Regions from separate parts of the Mus musculus genome. Here region 2 is linked to region 1. Evidence: chromatin contacts called from public Hi-C data. All regions are on one chromosome and are shown on one strand. The core of a region is the stretch at or near the end of the contact, and the rest is flanking DNA. Distances in the headings are between cores, read along the strand shown.

Evidence for each region. Hi-C and Micro-C count contacts between places; a contact is called where the count stands out from the background.
Region 2: a Hi-C map of adipose-derived mesenchymal stem cells shows a contact between it and region 1, with 2.0 times the contacts expected there. The contact joins the enhancer-like site here to the promoter of 1110019D14Rik in region 1. A contact is called at or near these places in 2 of 39 promoter capture datasets (the 3T3-L1 cell line and the C10 cell line), 2 of 484 Hi-C or Micro-C datasets (adipose-derived mesenchymal stem cells and bone marrow-derived macrophages) and 1 of 115 datasets of contacts at active chromatin or transcription factors (bone marrow-derived macrophages).

The regions. Positions count from the first base shown.
Region 1 is chr6:13,867,517-13,874,131 of GRCm38.p6, reverse strand. It overlaps 1110019D14Rik (RIKEN cDNA 1110019D14 gene), which reads right to left and starts at 2,563. Exons shown (of 3, transcript NR_045995.1): 1 at 2,505-2,563. It overlaps 2610001J05Rik (RIKEN cDNA 2610001J05 gene), which reads left to right and starts at 2,614. Exons shown (of 3, transcript NM_001352887.1): 1 at 2,614-2,693; 2 at 2,986-3,076; 3 at 3,392-6,397. The coding sequence starts at 3,421. The coding sequence ends at 3,600.
Region 2 is chr6:14,042,391-14,049,432 of GRCm38.p6, reverse strand. It overlaps Gm38767 (a long non-coding RNA gene), which reads right to left. Exons shown (of 4, transcript XR_868803.3): 4 at 1-5,239. Among named protein-coding and RNA genes, the nearest start is that of Gm38767, 27 kb to the right of the region's middle. Within about 2 kb of position 4,577, at least 25 of the 459 cell types and tissues checked have an H3K27ac peak or open chromatin away from gene starts, as enhancers often do. A contact at or near this core is called in adipose-derived mesenchymal stem cells, where this site is marked.

The sequences.
Region 1 (6,615 bases), core at 1,314-3,813:
TCTAATGGTTATAAAATCAGCACAAACCACTTCTTCTTTCTTTAATATTGTTTCTTAGTAATGGCTGATTGGGAAATTTACTTTCAACTGCTGAGATCAGTGGCTTCCACAGTATTCTTTGTCCCTATCACTGGCTAACAGGAGTCTTTATTTTAGTGGAAATGCCATTAACTTAGATTTCTGAATTGAGAAACTAAATTCTGGATTCTGTATCTCAAAATGTTTAGTGTAGTCATCTAGGTGGCCTCAATGAATATATTTTACAAATCTGGGCAGAGAAAATAAGTATAAAGCATTATATTTAGGATCTTGTTTTAGATTCAATTGCATCTTATACTCTCACAGAAGTCTTATTATTAATAAGAAAGATTTTTATATTTTATTATAGGAAAAATTTTTGATAATCAACTTTGAATGAAGATTCAAAATAACATATTAAGCATCTTCATAAATTTGTCCAAAAGCAAACTTCTTGCTTGTAAGATACTTTGTACTATGAACAGAAAAAGTAACAACAGTAATACCATCCTGTATTGTACTACCCTTATTCATTCATTTACAAGATATCTACTAAGTATCTAGCATACAGGGTACTGTTCTACTAGGTGAAAAATCAACCATGAACGAGATGAAAATATTTCTACCTCACATAGAATTTCTACTTGAATGTGTTTATCTACATAATATAATAGTAGAGTGTGTTAATTTTGTGTTTTTGTTTTAACTAAGATGGAAAGGGAAGCTTGAACAAAGCTCTAAACCCTGGATGATGCTAAGAATAACTATGACAAATCTGTCGGAAAGTATTACTGGCAGAGAAAACAGCAAGAGCAAAATGTCAATAGAGGAAAACAAATTAGCTTTTGTATTAAACAGTCGAGCATTAAATGTGCATGGAATGGAAAGAGTATGTGAGTGGTGGAACCCCCTCAGAGGTAAGGAGAGTAGTTCTGAGATTTGCATCTTGACAAGTAACCTGAAAGTTTGTCTAGTATGGTGGAACCGTTGTTTTAAAGTAAAGGAATAAATTACTATTAAAAGAAAAACAGACTAGTTAGAATAGAATGAGGAAAAAATAGAATTATAATAGCCTCTAACCTAAAAGTGCTGTTGTAAAAGCATTTCCTTGGATTTCCAATACGGAGAGAACCTAATTAGCAAAATGCAACAGATTTCAGTTTAAAACTATATTTGAGCCCAAAATATCCCTACACCAATTTGTACCACGGTTTTACAGATAGACCAAGTCATTAGTTAATTTCTAACTACAATAATTGAAAAGATGAACATTTTTACCATGCATAGACTCTGCAAACTTAAAGCTTAAGCAAGACACTTTACAGACTCAGGAACAGAAAAGTGTACAAGCACTAACTTTAGTCTGCAGACTTCCACTAGCTGAAACAAATACATAAGGAAAAATAAAACCTCCCAAATGAAAACACTGGAATGTAGGAGGATATTTTGGAAGTCATAAAAGCAAGAGGTCCTATTCCAAAACTAATTGATAGGAAAGATACAAAGCCAAAAGCAACATAAGACAAGTGCAATTAGAGTGAATTTGTTAAAATAATTAACTTTAGAAAAACAACACTGTCAATCTATCAGACACAACTTGCTTTAATGTGTTCACCACCTCTGTGAAGCTCCTGTAAAATCTTGGCACATTTATTTCATCAAATTATTGTTCCTAGCTAATGTCGCTGAAGTTCCTGCCAAACGTCTTTTGGGAAGCAGAAGTATAAATCATTACCGTCAGAGAGATACAACTGTGTTTAAAAGGAGAACCAACAACACAAGAATACAAGCTGATTATAGACACTCAACTGAGTGTGCCCACAGTATTCGCATGATTTTTATCAGGACAAGTCCGGGCACCTCTAACTCAGCACCGTGAGTAACTTACAATGAGAAGATGACAAATTGTCAGTAAGTATGAAAGTGCTCGGGCCAGAAGGAACATTTAGTATGGATATCCCAGGTAACAAGACTTCAAGAACTTTTCAAAGTTAATGCTTACAGATGCATGTGAATAATACTTATAATGGTTTTGAGTACTAAACTTGGCATCTTAAAATATTGGGAGGCTGTGGAGAGTGAACATTCTGAAAAAGACAAGAATTCGAATCGGAAAAGATCTGTGTATAGGGCTGAAACCATATTTTCTAAACCTGATTTGCACCACAAATGATTCAATATTTTCCAAACTTTCTGATTAAATGTGCTTATTTTCCCCGTTAGTTTTAAAAAATTAGCAAATGTCATTAGGCACATTTGGAAAATGATAACGGGGATTTTCTGCTGCAGAAATGTTGGAAGGCCCCAGGTTTGAAACATTCCCAAACAGATGGCTTCCCTCAGCTACCCTCTCCCACGGTTACTTCCTTATTTCAGAGTACTAACAAGACATATTCATGCGGCTAGAATTCCTTTACAGGGCAGAAAACACGTATTGTTGTTTCGTTAGTCCTACGAATTCACTAAACCTTTTCTTGAACACTCACCCTCTCTTTAACAGTAAAACCAGAGGGCAAACTTGTGAAACCCGAACAACAAGCAGCCTGTGGTCTATCCCTCAGTCAGGGATCCCAGAGCGCGCTGTGCATGACGGGAGTAGGCAGCAGGGCTTGTGGGAAATGTAGTCTGGCGACACCGCCCTGCTCTCCATTCCTGTAATGGCTGCTTTCGGTCCGGTAAGGTACAAACTCCGCTCCCGGGGATTCCAGGATTGATTCTCCTAGTGTACTTGCACAACCCAACAAATTTGCACCCTCCCAGGGCGAAGGAATTCCAGATCTTTATGTTAGATCTTGGGATGAATTTGCTTCTCGGCTTGGTTTCATTTAGCAATCTGTGTGTGAGAACTAACTTTAAATCTAGTAGTCTCTTTTTGAAGGAACTGTTAGGGAGTGTTTTCTGTACTCGTTACCAATTTCTGTCCTTGCTGTTCGTTTCTCACTGACTCTAGCTTCCTCTTTAAAATAGGCTGTGTCACGAGTAACCTCTTAGCCTCAGCATCCGGAAGTTCCAAAGAGAATATTTCACGTTGGGTAGAATTACTTATACCCTTGTTTCGGTAAGTCTTATTAATTCCTTACAACTTCACAGAGTCACGTGTTGTGTTGAATTTTCTAGATAAGAGACATGCTAATAAAATGTGACTTTTACCTGTTAGGGTATTTTATTTGGCAAGTATCTTATGCATTTTTCCCTCTCTTTTCTAATGATAACCTAAAATGACTGTCTTTAGTTTTGTCATCTTAAACTGACATCTGAAATGATTCACAAATTCCAGTCTAAAAGATTGTTTTATATTAATATTGTCATTCAAAAAAAAAAAAATAAGGCTTTTTTTTTTAACAGTTTCTTTTGTTCGGTGTTTAACTTCTAGGCAAGTTCAGCCCTCCAGATCCTAGCATCATGAATTCAGTTTCAACGCAATTGATCTTAGTCCTCGCTTCGCTGCTTTTGATCCTGCCTGTTGTTGAAGCAGTGGAAGCTGGAGACGCGATTGCACTCTTATTAGGTGTGGTTCTCAGCATTACCGGCATCTGTGCTTGCTTGGGGATATACGCAAGAAAGCGAAATGGACAGATGTGACTCTGAAGGACTCTTCTGAATTAGACTGCACCCTGACCAGTGTGCTGAAAACCATTGTTCTGTTGAGGCCGACCCCAAGATTTGATCTCTCCCGTTCTCAGCAAGAGGGTTACAGTTAGCTGAGAGTTAACACTCTCAGTTAAGAGATGCTTTCACGTTCATACTTGTTTCTTCTACAATGGGGGCAGATGGGAGTGGAGGGCAGATGGGAGTGGAGGGCGGCTCTTAACAACAAAGAGTGCACTAATAATGTGGCCCATAACTTGTATTTGCTGCTTGGGAAGGGGCCAAAGTGAGAGGGCTTAAGTTTGCAAAAGTATTATTTCATACTTTCAAGTTGTCAGAGCACATGGAATTGGAAGATGGAAGTATTTGTTCAGAATCTAGTAAATCTATATTGTTATAATCACTGCCTCTTGCATTCTGGGGATCTCTCTCTCTCACTCTCACTCTCACTCTCTCAGAGAACCGGTTGGGGTGGGTTTTGGATTTGTTTTATTGTTGTTACTGGTTTTCTTTTTTTTTAATGCTTCTGTTTTTATCTCGCAAGTTGATATTGTACTTAGATCTTAGCCAAAAACTTTTATCTCTGAGAAAAAGTTTAATAAAAATGTACTAAACATATCTAATACTAAAATAGAGAAAATATTTGTTAAAAGATAACTTTACATTGAGTATCTTCTCCTTGTGAGATGTATTGTATCAAATACATAGCCATTATGCCATCAGTTCACCTATTGTTTTGGTCTGCTTGTATCTATGAGCTAATTATTTATAATCTGAGTGAAAAGGGACTGGTTATGTTACCTTAAAGGATCACCATGGGCAAGAAATGGGCATCTTTGAGATAGACGAGGATTCTGATAGAAAATCCACAAATAGGAAAGGAAGTGTTTTGATTTGTACACCAGCTAAAAAGGTGTACCCTCTTTGCCCTAGTAATTCCAAGAGTCCCCAAACCAATAGATTACAGAGATTTTTAATTCACATTTTTGGGCCCAGGACAAATATTCTGGCTAGAATTTAAATTAGAATGTTATAGTTTCAAGAAAAACTACTCAAACTGTTAGTACCCAAGAGTCACTTCAGGTCCTTTTGTTCCAAACAGAACTTTTAATTCTGTCTGTATTGCATAGAAGTTGAGAAAGTGGAACCTGAAGACCCAAGCTTGGCAAGGATCTTCAGGCCTTTGTTTGATTCTGAAGAATGAAATAGTCTCAGTAAGTCAAAGTAGTCTATGTTCTCAAAGTAGATAATCCAGCTGTTCCCCAAAATGCCTTGTCCAGTCTCACTCTCCAGATGCCCTTACAGGCCTTGGCTTTTGTCAGGAAGCAGGCTGTGGCCAATAAAATTTAGTGTGCAGACCCTTTCCCCACTGAACTGATGTGGCATGCCTGAGAGTTCCAGTTAACAGTAAGAAGTAGTAAGGAATGCTTACATTATAAAGACATGGAAACCAAATGGGTTTACTGGTTTTTTTTTGGAAGGTATTTTATCTTTTCACCAGAGAAAAGGCTAACAGTCTTTGTTTGGGTAAATTGGCATTTAATAAAACGTGTTCATGCATGCTTAGGAAAAAAAAGAACATGCAGGTGGCAGGACAGCTGTCATCTTTTGTCCACCAGCTCATTGGAGCAGATTTAGAAAGGAAGCCTTCTCTTCCTTGCCAGTCTCAACTTCTCTGGGATGGGGAAAATCTAACGTAAAGCCCATTATAAGCCGAAGTCATTTAATCACCTCCTGTTTTCCTACAGGAAAACAGTCTTTACTGACAGTGTGTTTCCAAAACTACTCCAAAGAATGTTTTCAACAATGGCCATTTCTTATTTTATCCTTAAAAGCAGAGGTAGAGGGATATGCTTTCTAAACATTTTAGCTTCACTGGGCCAAGGAGATGACTCAGTGGATAAAGGCGAATTCCTTTACTGATGACCTACCTGAGCTGGATCCTCAGCATCCACATCAAGGAAGAAAAGAACCAACTCCCACAGCCGACAACACCCTGACCACCATACGTGTTCCCAACATCTCACATATACACTAAATAATTAGTGCTTAATAGAATTAAAAGTGAGAAGGGAGGAGCTTCATTTCTTACTTAGACGATAAGATTTTGCTTAAACACAAAAACCTGGGCTGGACAGATGGCTCCATTGATAACAATGCTTCCTGTACAAGCATGAAGATCTAACACCCCTATAAAACCTGGGCAGCAGCACATGGGTTAAAATCTCCACCCCAGGGATAGAGACAGGTGTGTCCCTGGGCCTTCCTGCCCAGCCACTAGCCACTGCACTGAGTTTCAGATTCATGGAGAAGCCCTGCTCTCAAAAATAAGCCTGAGTGAGGAATAGGTTCGGTGCTCTGTCCTTCTTATGTGCACACTCATACTGTGCGCACACACAAACACACACACACACAAAGTCTTAGGGTGGATCTTAACCACCAGCTCCTTTGAGAATCTGATAAATACTTTTGATTATTATTTTTCCCTAACTAAATATCCACACATGCTCACATCTTCAGATTAGTTCACAAAACTTGCAGAGCTAAAACCCATCTAGGAATCGACAGTTAAGAATCTCTGGTTTGCTTGTTCATTTGTTCCCCAAGTTCAAATTCTTTCCAATTGCACAGTTCATTACATTGCTTGCAGAGAGAACAGCGGTAGGATTGACAGGTGTCCCTCGGGTGCCTGGCCCAGAGTCTGATGTATGATAAATGGTCTGCTAGTTAGATGGGCTGAGTTTAGTTTTGAAAGCCAGAAACAGTCAATAAAGAATTTAAGGTCTTTGTCAATATTTTTTATTTCTGCCCCATAGCTTTCAGGGCTTTAATTTTACTCTTCAGCAGGTAAAATGTATCGTGTATTGGCCTGGGCATCTTTAGTTCATTCTAGATGGGATTTTCTAAGTTCTTAAATTTAGAAGATTTTTGATGTTCTTGTTGTTGTTTTGTTTGTTTGTTTTATTTTTTATTAGATATTTTCTTTATTTACATTTCAAATGTTATCCC
Region 2 (7,042 bases), core at 3,328-5,827, 170 kb before region 1:
TGTATATGAGTACACTGTATCTGTCTTCAGACATACCAGAAAAGGACATCAGATCCCATTACAGATGGTTTTGGGCTACCATGTAGATGTTGGGAATTGAACTCAGGACCTCTGGAAGAACAGTGTTCTTAACTTGAGAGAACTCACTAGATATGTCTTTTTTAAAAAGAAAATATTATATTGTTCTAAAAATTCCTATTTTAAGTAAAAAATATATGAATAGATGTTTTTGTAATCAATAATATTCCATAACCTAACACGTGCACATCTTTTTTTTTTCCTTTTTAGTTGATGAAAATCAGTACATTATCCACTCTGATTTTTGTTAAGGGAGTTGACGTCTATAGTTTTGCTTTCATCCAATGCACTGAAACTATGTTAATCATAACATTCCATCTAGTAATTTTTCCATGACTATTCTGCTTTCATACTAAAATATAAATTTCTGTGAAAACACTAGAGAGCTTTTCCTGGACAACTACTGAAATTATAAATAACATAAACAGAAAATACATTAACAATTTTCACTTAATTAATTTTTATTTATTTTTAGATTTTTATTATTTTTTTAAAAAAATTATAAAATGTATTTTGATATTCTTTTCTCTCCTCTGAGTCCTACCGGATCCTCCCTAACCCCTACCTCAGCCAACTTTGTGTTCTTCCTCCTTCTCAATAAACAAAAACAAAAGCCTGTAACTTTACCAAAATTTAACATTTTGCATGATAGCATATGATGTCTCATTGGGTAATTGTACACCCTGCTGTACACACTGTATGAGGGCTCCATTTAAATTACTTTTATCTATGTATGTATTCTAGGAGCCACTACAGTAGTAAGTTTCTATATGATTGTTGAAAGGACCTTTAGGGTTACCTTCATCTTCCCATCTTCCGTTCTTTAACTTAGTCTCCCACTCTCTTACAATTTACTCACCCTATTCTCATTTCCCCATTGTCTATGATACTGCTTTCTAATTTCCCCTTTGAAAAGATCCCTTCCCAAGTCACCTATAAAGCTATGTAACCTATGTGGATTTTCTAAATGAAACACAAATATCTATGGCTGTCAGAATTGGTTCCATTCCAGTTTCTATGACATGTGAAAAGTTTTGAGAGAATGCTGCTTTCACACTAATGATGAGGAATGCAAAAACCCCCACCACATCCTAAGTTTTTCAGTCCATCAGGGAACTCAAGAGTCTAAGTAGCTAAGGGAACTGAATTCCAAAGGCTGATAAGACCATAATAATAGAGATATATTGAGGGGGGGGAGAAAGAGAAAGATGGAGAAGAGAGAGATGGAGGAAGAGAGAGAGAAAGATAGAGGAGAGAGAGAGAGAGAAAGATGGAGAAGAGAGAGCTGGAGGAAGAGAGAGAGAAAGATGGAGGAGACAGAAAGAGAGAGAGAGAGAGATTCAGTGCATGACCTAAGTCCATGAAAATAAACAACCTAATTTTGAATAAAGTTTCAAATACAAGCATGGGGAGAATTTCTATTGTCACAACTGAATTTTCAGAAATATGACAACATTGCCTTAATTTAAAAGCTTTCATTTATCAAGTGGCCAGGCTTACATGCTCTTAGCAGAGGCCATTTTGGGGAGCACTATCAGAGAGAATCTTCACTGCTAAGCCATAGTCATTCGAGATTTACTTAACTATTGAATAAAGTCAAGAGACATCATCCTGTTCTGTACCTTTTGTTTTGTGAATTAAAAACTTTACAGCACTGAAAGATGGACAACAAACTCCTTTGTCCCTAGTGAGAAAGGTAAAATCTCCTGTTTTGGTACAGGAATAAAATAAATATCCATGGCAACAAGGGTTGGGATAAGAACATACCCAAGCGCCAGGACAGAGGCACAGAACGTTTCACTACAAAGAGAAGGCCCTAACATTTTGCCCCTGAGAATAAAGGAGAGGCTTCTTAACCCCAGAATTTATAACAACAGCAACTACTAGGCTGTGAACACTTGGCAAGTAACTAGTGACTATCCTCACCAAAGCAAACACAGCAAAATCAGAGTTTAGCTTCCACGGTAAGGAAGGAGAACTGTAAGTAAAGTCACACCTTTGAAAGGCAGGCATGCAGTGTGCCAGGCATTGATGATAGATGGGGAAGAAGCAAGAGGATGTGGGCTTGATAAGGAAGAAGGTACATAGAAGAGGAACAGGGAAAGAATCAGGAGGAAGGGTTGAAGGGGTAGGAGTAGCTCCTCCTGGTATTACTATAAGGTCAATACTACACAAGAAGTCATAGCAGTCTGGTGTTAGGGAAGAAACAAGAACCCACAGAAAGTCTCTCCCTTATGAATTGGGTACAAAGACACAAAACTCCTGAGAATAGCTCTTGCCAGGCTCTGGGAAACACCAAGGCCCATGATGCACTGGAGTGTCTCGATGTTGGTTTTACTCCTTTTAAAATGAATTTTTCTTTGCATTGCCAAAGGATAATCAGCTCGATTCCTAGCGATATTGGTTCATGACTAGTGATTTGACAGGGAGACCAGACATATCCAGCATCAACCTCTTAGACTAGGTACTATTTCTTTTTGTAGTAAGAAGATGCCTGAAGAGAAGTAACTTAAGAACGTTGAGTTTATTTAGGGTGTAAGTCAAGGGGAAGTACTTTAGAAAAGGGAAGACATGATCACATCTGTATCTGGCAGGTGGCCACATTCTGTGCACAGTCAGGATGTGGGAGACGATATTCCGAGCTGGAAGGGAAGTGGTGCTGGGCTACCTTTCTCTTTTGATGCATTCTGCCACTCTTGCTTATAGAAGGATGCCACCGTTTGTAGGTATAACTTCTCACTCAAGTTGCCCAGGTCAAAAACTCCCTCACAGACATGGCCAGAGATTTGTGCCAAAGGTAATTCTAAACCCCGTGATATCATTGATCAATATAAACACCACATCCGCATTCCTATTGTTATGTCAATGTTTAATGAAAGTCATGATAAATAAAAACAATGGCATGCAGTCACAAGACAAAGCAACTAAAGGACCAGACTTAGAGTTGACTCTGACCCTTAGCCATCCAAAGATGGCTTTTTGATAACTCTAACATATATATATAAATATATAATGGAAACATTAGAAAGCATGTAGGAATATAAAAAGTATTTCACTACAACAGTTAGCATTAATGGAAAATACTAAAAAATGCATAAAACCCATGGAAATAAAGATTTTAAAATCCCTTTGTGGTGCTTTCTCCCAAAGTATATAGTAAGGAAAGAATCAATAAACTTGGAGCTAAAGCAAATTAATTTTCTCAACTAAATAAGAAGAGAGAAAATAGACGACAACAACAACACAAATAGAGACCTCAAGAACTGGAGATTATGAAATTTCTAAGATGAAACTGTACATGCCTCGCTCAAATCAGTGAAGGGTTAAATATTTATTGTAGTTGTACTTGTCACCTAGGCGTGAGGATACGAATCCAGATTTCTGGTACCAGGTAAGAGCAAGATCCCTTGGGTCCATGGAAAATTGATCTTACCAAATTGCTATGGTCCAATCATTAAAAGGAAAGGTTCTGCTTCAAACACAGCAAGAAGGGTCTGAAGAAACTTACTGAGGACCCAGTTTTATTTTCCAGCAACCACACAGCATCTCACAACCACCTGTAACTATAGTTATCTGGCACATTCTTCTGTGATTCACATGTACCACATGGAACTAGTACATATTAACACAAACACACACACACACACACACACACACCACAGAAGTAAATAAAACTAAAAATTGAGATTGAAAATTACTGAAAAAGATATTTCATATCTATATATGTCATATATATACATATATATATGCACACACCTCTAAGCACCCCTCCTACACACATGCATACCCATGTACACTCCCAGGTGCCTCCTCCTCATGCCCATGATAGTGAGACTTAAAAAGGTAAGTTTATTGAATCTGAATTCCAGACAGACAGAACCAGATTTAAAAAAAAATGTGTTATCATGTAACACATTATTTTCAGCCACTTTAGAAACACTTAAATGTCTAACACAAAAATAGTAACACAATAATGTATGTGAAATATGCAGAAGCAAAATAAAACAAAGCACAAAATTAAGAAAGAACATTGTAACTCAGCATTGAATGCTGCTTAAGTTATATATATACATAGATGGTATAATAATATTCTAAGACTGACTGTCATATTGCATATGCACATTGAAAGTTCTAGAGTACTTACTAAAATTAGTTTTAAATGTGTCACTATTAATCCAGTATTGGAAATGAAAAGAGAAGGAGATAAAGGAATAACTGTAACTGAAGACTTCAATGCCTTCAATATCACACAGTAAACTTGAACAGAAAATCATGAAGGTGTGGAAGACCGAAGAACACTGTTCATTAGTGCAACATCCAAATATTTAGCACTTCCTAATCAAAGAAAACTGACATTATTAAAAACACAATGGGATGTTCACCGACATAGATTATCCTCTAAGCCAGTGGTTCTCAAGTTTCTTAATGCTGAGTCACCTTAATACACTTCCTCATGTTGTGGTTATGTCAACCATAAAATTCTTTCCTTACTACTGTAATGACTGAGTCATAATGTAAATATTTGATAGGCATGATATTTGATATGCTACTCTCAATAGGGTTGTGACCCACAAGTCGAGAACCACTGTTCTAGGCCATGCCCCAATACAGGGAATGCCAGGGCCAGGAAGCAGGAGTAGGTGGGTTGGGGAGCAGGGAGGAGGGAGGGTATAAGGGACTTTCGGGATAGCATTTGAATTGTAAATGAAGAAAATATCTAATTAAAATTGTTTAAATAAAAAAAAAGAAAAGAAAGCATGTTGAGTCTATGTTAGTCTGTAATAAAATGGAACTACAAATGAATAACAGAAGAATATATGAACAATTCCAAGCCCCAAGTTTAGAGTTAGTGACATGTTTCCTAACTATTCATCAAAGAGAAAATATTTGCAAGAAAATAAAAGTAAAACAATACTCTAAATGTAGTGATAGCAGTAATAACATTCAATTTATAGTAGGAAATGTTTATATTTGAATTTTTAATAGATTTTATTCATTTATTCAAGTATATGAGTACACTGTTGCTGTCTTCAGACATACCAGAAGAGAGTATCCAATCTCATTGCAGATGGTTGTGAGTCATATGTAGTTGCTGGGGATTGAACTCAGGACCTCTGAAAAAACAGTCAGTGCTCTTAACCTCGGAGCCATCTCTTCAACACTATATTAGAATACATAAAAGAACAGTTCAAGAATTAATTATTTTACATTGTCCTCTTGAAAGAAAACAGCAAATTAAGTTGAATTAAGCACAAGAAAATGAATAATAGAAACAATAGCAGAAACGGATGGAATAAGAATGGTTAACAATGGAAAATCTCAATGATCCATACTATGACACAAAAATAATTTTTAATGGTAAAATATTTAATCTAGTTATTTTACTATTGGAAAGAATAAAGCTATATAGTATTTACTGTTTTAATTTCACATATACTGGAGTATAATTTTTTTTACAATGCTCATCAGTAGCATCGTGTACTGACATTGCTCAGTTATTGAAAAGAGATTGTTTACATAATTAACCTGCCTTCCATTTCTTCCCACTTTTTCTAAAATGAAAAATGTGGCATCTCCCAAACTCAGGGCATTCTGAGTGTATCTCTTGATTATCTTCTTTATCTCAATTCACATATTTTTTTTTCTTGTCTTTTACTTTTATTTACACTGAAGAATTCCCTCTTGAAACTTACTGTCTCCTGGAATAGACTGTAATATATTATGATGGAACAAGTTTCCAAAAGCAAGGTTAAGCAGAAGATAATTTTGGTCTAATGTTTGCTTAGATAGTCATAAACAGCACAATCAAATTAAAATGGAAACAGCATTGCTGGTACCTGTCTGCAACTAATTCTTAAAACTTTCACTGAATAGTCAACTGATTGTATAGCTGCCAAGAAATATTTTAATGTGGAAATTACTGTTCAAAACCAACTATAACCATTGTCTACAAAATTTATGGTGTGTACTTCAGAACAAGTATGTGCTGGCTGGTTTTGTGTGTCAACTTGACACAGACTAGAGTTAATCACAGAGAAAGGAGCTTCAATTGGGGAAGTGACTCCATGAGATCCAGCTGTGGTGCATTTTCTCAGTTGGTGATCAAGGGGGAAGGGCCCATTGTAGGTGGTGCCATCTCTGGGCTGGTAGTCTTGGATTCTATAAGAGAGCAGGCTGAACAAGCCAGGGGAAGCAAGCCAGTAAGGAACATCCCTCCCTGGCCTCTGCATCAGCTCCTGCTACCTGACCTGCTTGAGTTCCAGTCCTGACCTCCTTTGGAGATGAACAGCAGTTTGGAAGTGTAAGCAGAATAAACCCTTTCCTCTCCAACTTGCTTCTTGTTCATGATGTTTGTTCAGGAATAGAAACCCTGACTAAGACAAAGTGTATCTAGGTCTTCCCTCAAAGGTACTGGAATTTTCAAATACTTTTCTTGTGTTGGGTGTGGTCATTCACACTCCCTTTGGCATTTGTAAGTTTCATGAATCTATCTAGTCTTTATAATGATTCAAGACTTTTGAGCCATGTTCCCCCTGTTTCTTGGAGTCCAATTAATTATATAATTGATGTGTATGTAATATTTTCATAGCATGACTTTGAATCCATACTGCTTCTGTTTCTTCACACTTCTTTTGTCTGTCCTCTTGAAATTGGATGATTTCTATAGACCTTTCAGATTGTGATTTCTATCATTTGCCATCATAACTCTTCATGATTTGGCACTAAAATTTACAATTGTTTCATATTATATCTTTGTTAAAAGTCTCTGCTTTTTTAAAATCAGTGTCATACTTTCCATGAAGTCTTTAAATATATTTTAAAACTTGGTTTGCAATAGCTCCCTTGAAGTACTTCCTATAGTACATCTAGGTTGACTTAGAATTAATTTCAGTTGATTGATGTTAGACTCAATATGTGGCTTCCTGACCTTTTATTTCAGATCTTGTCAGTTTTATTTGAAAAT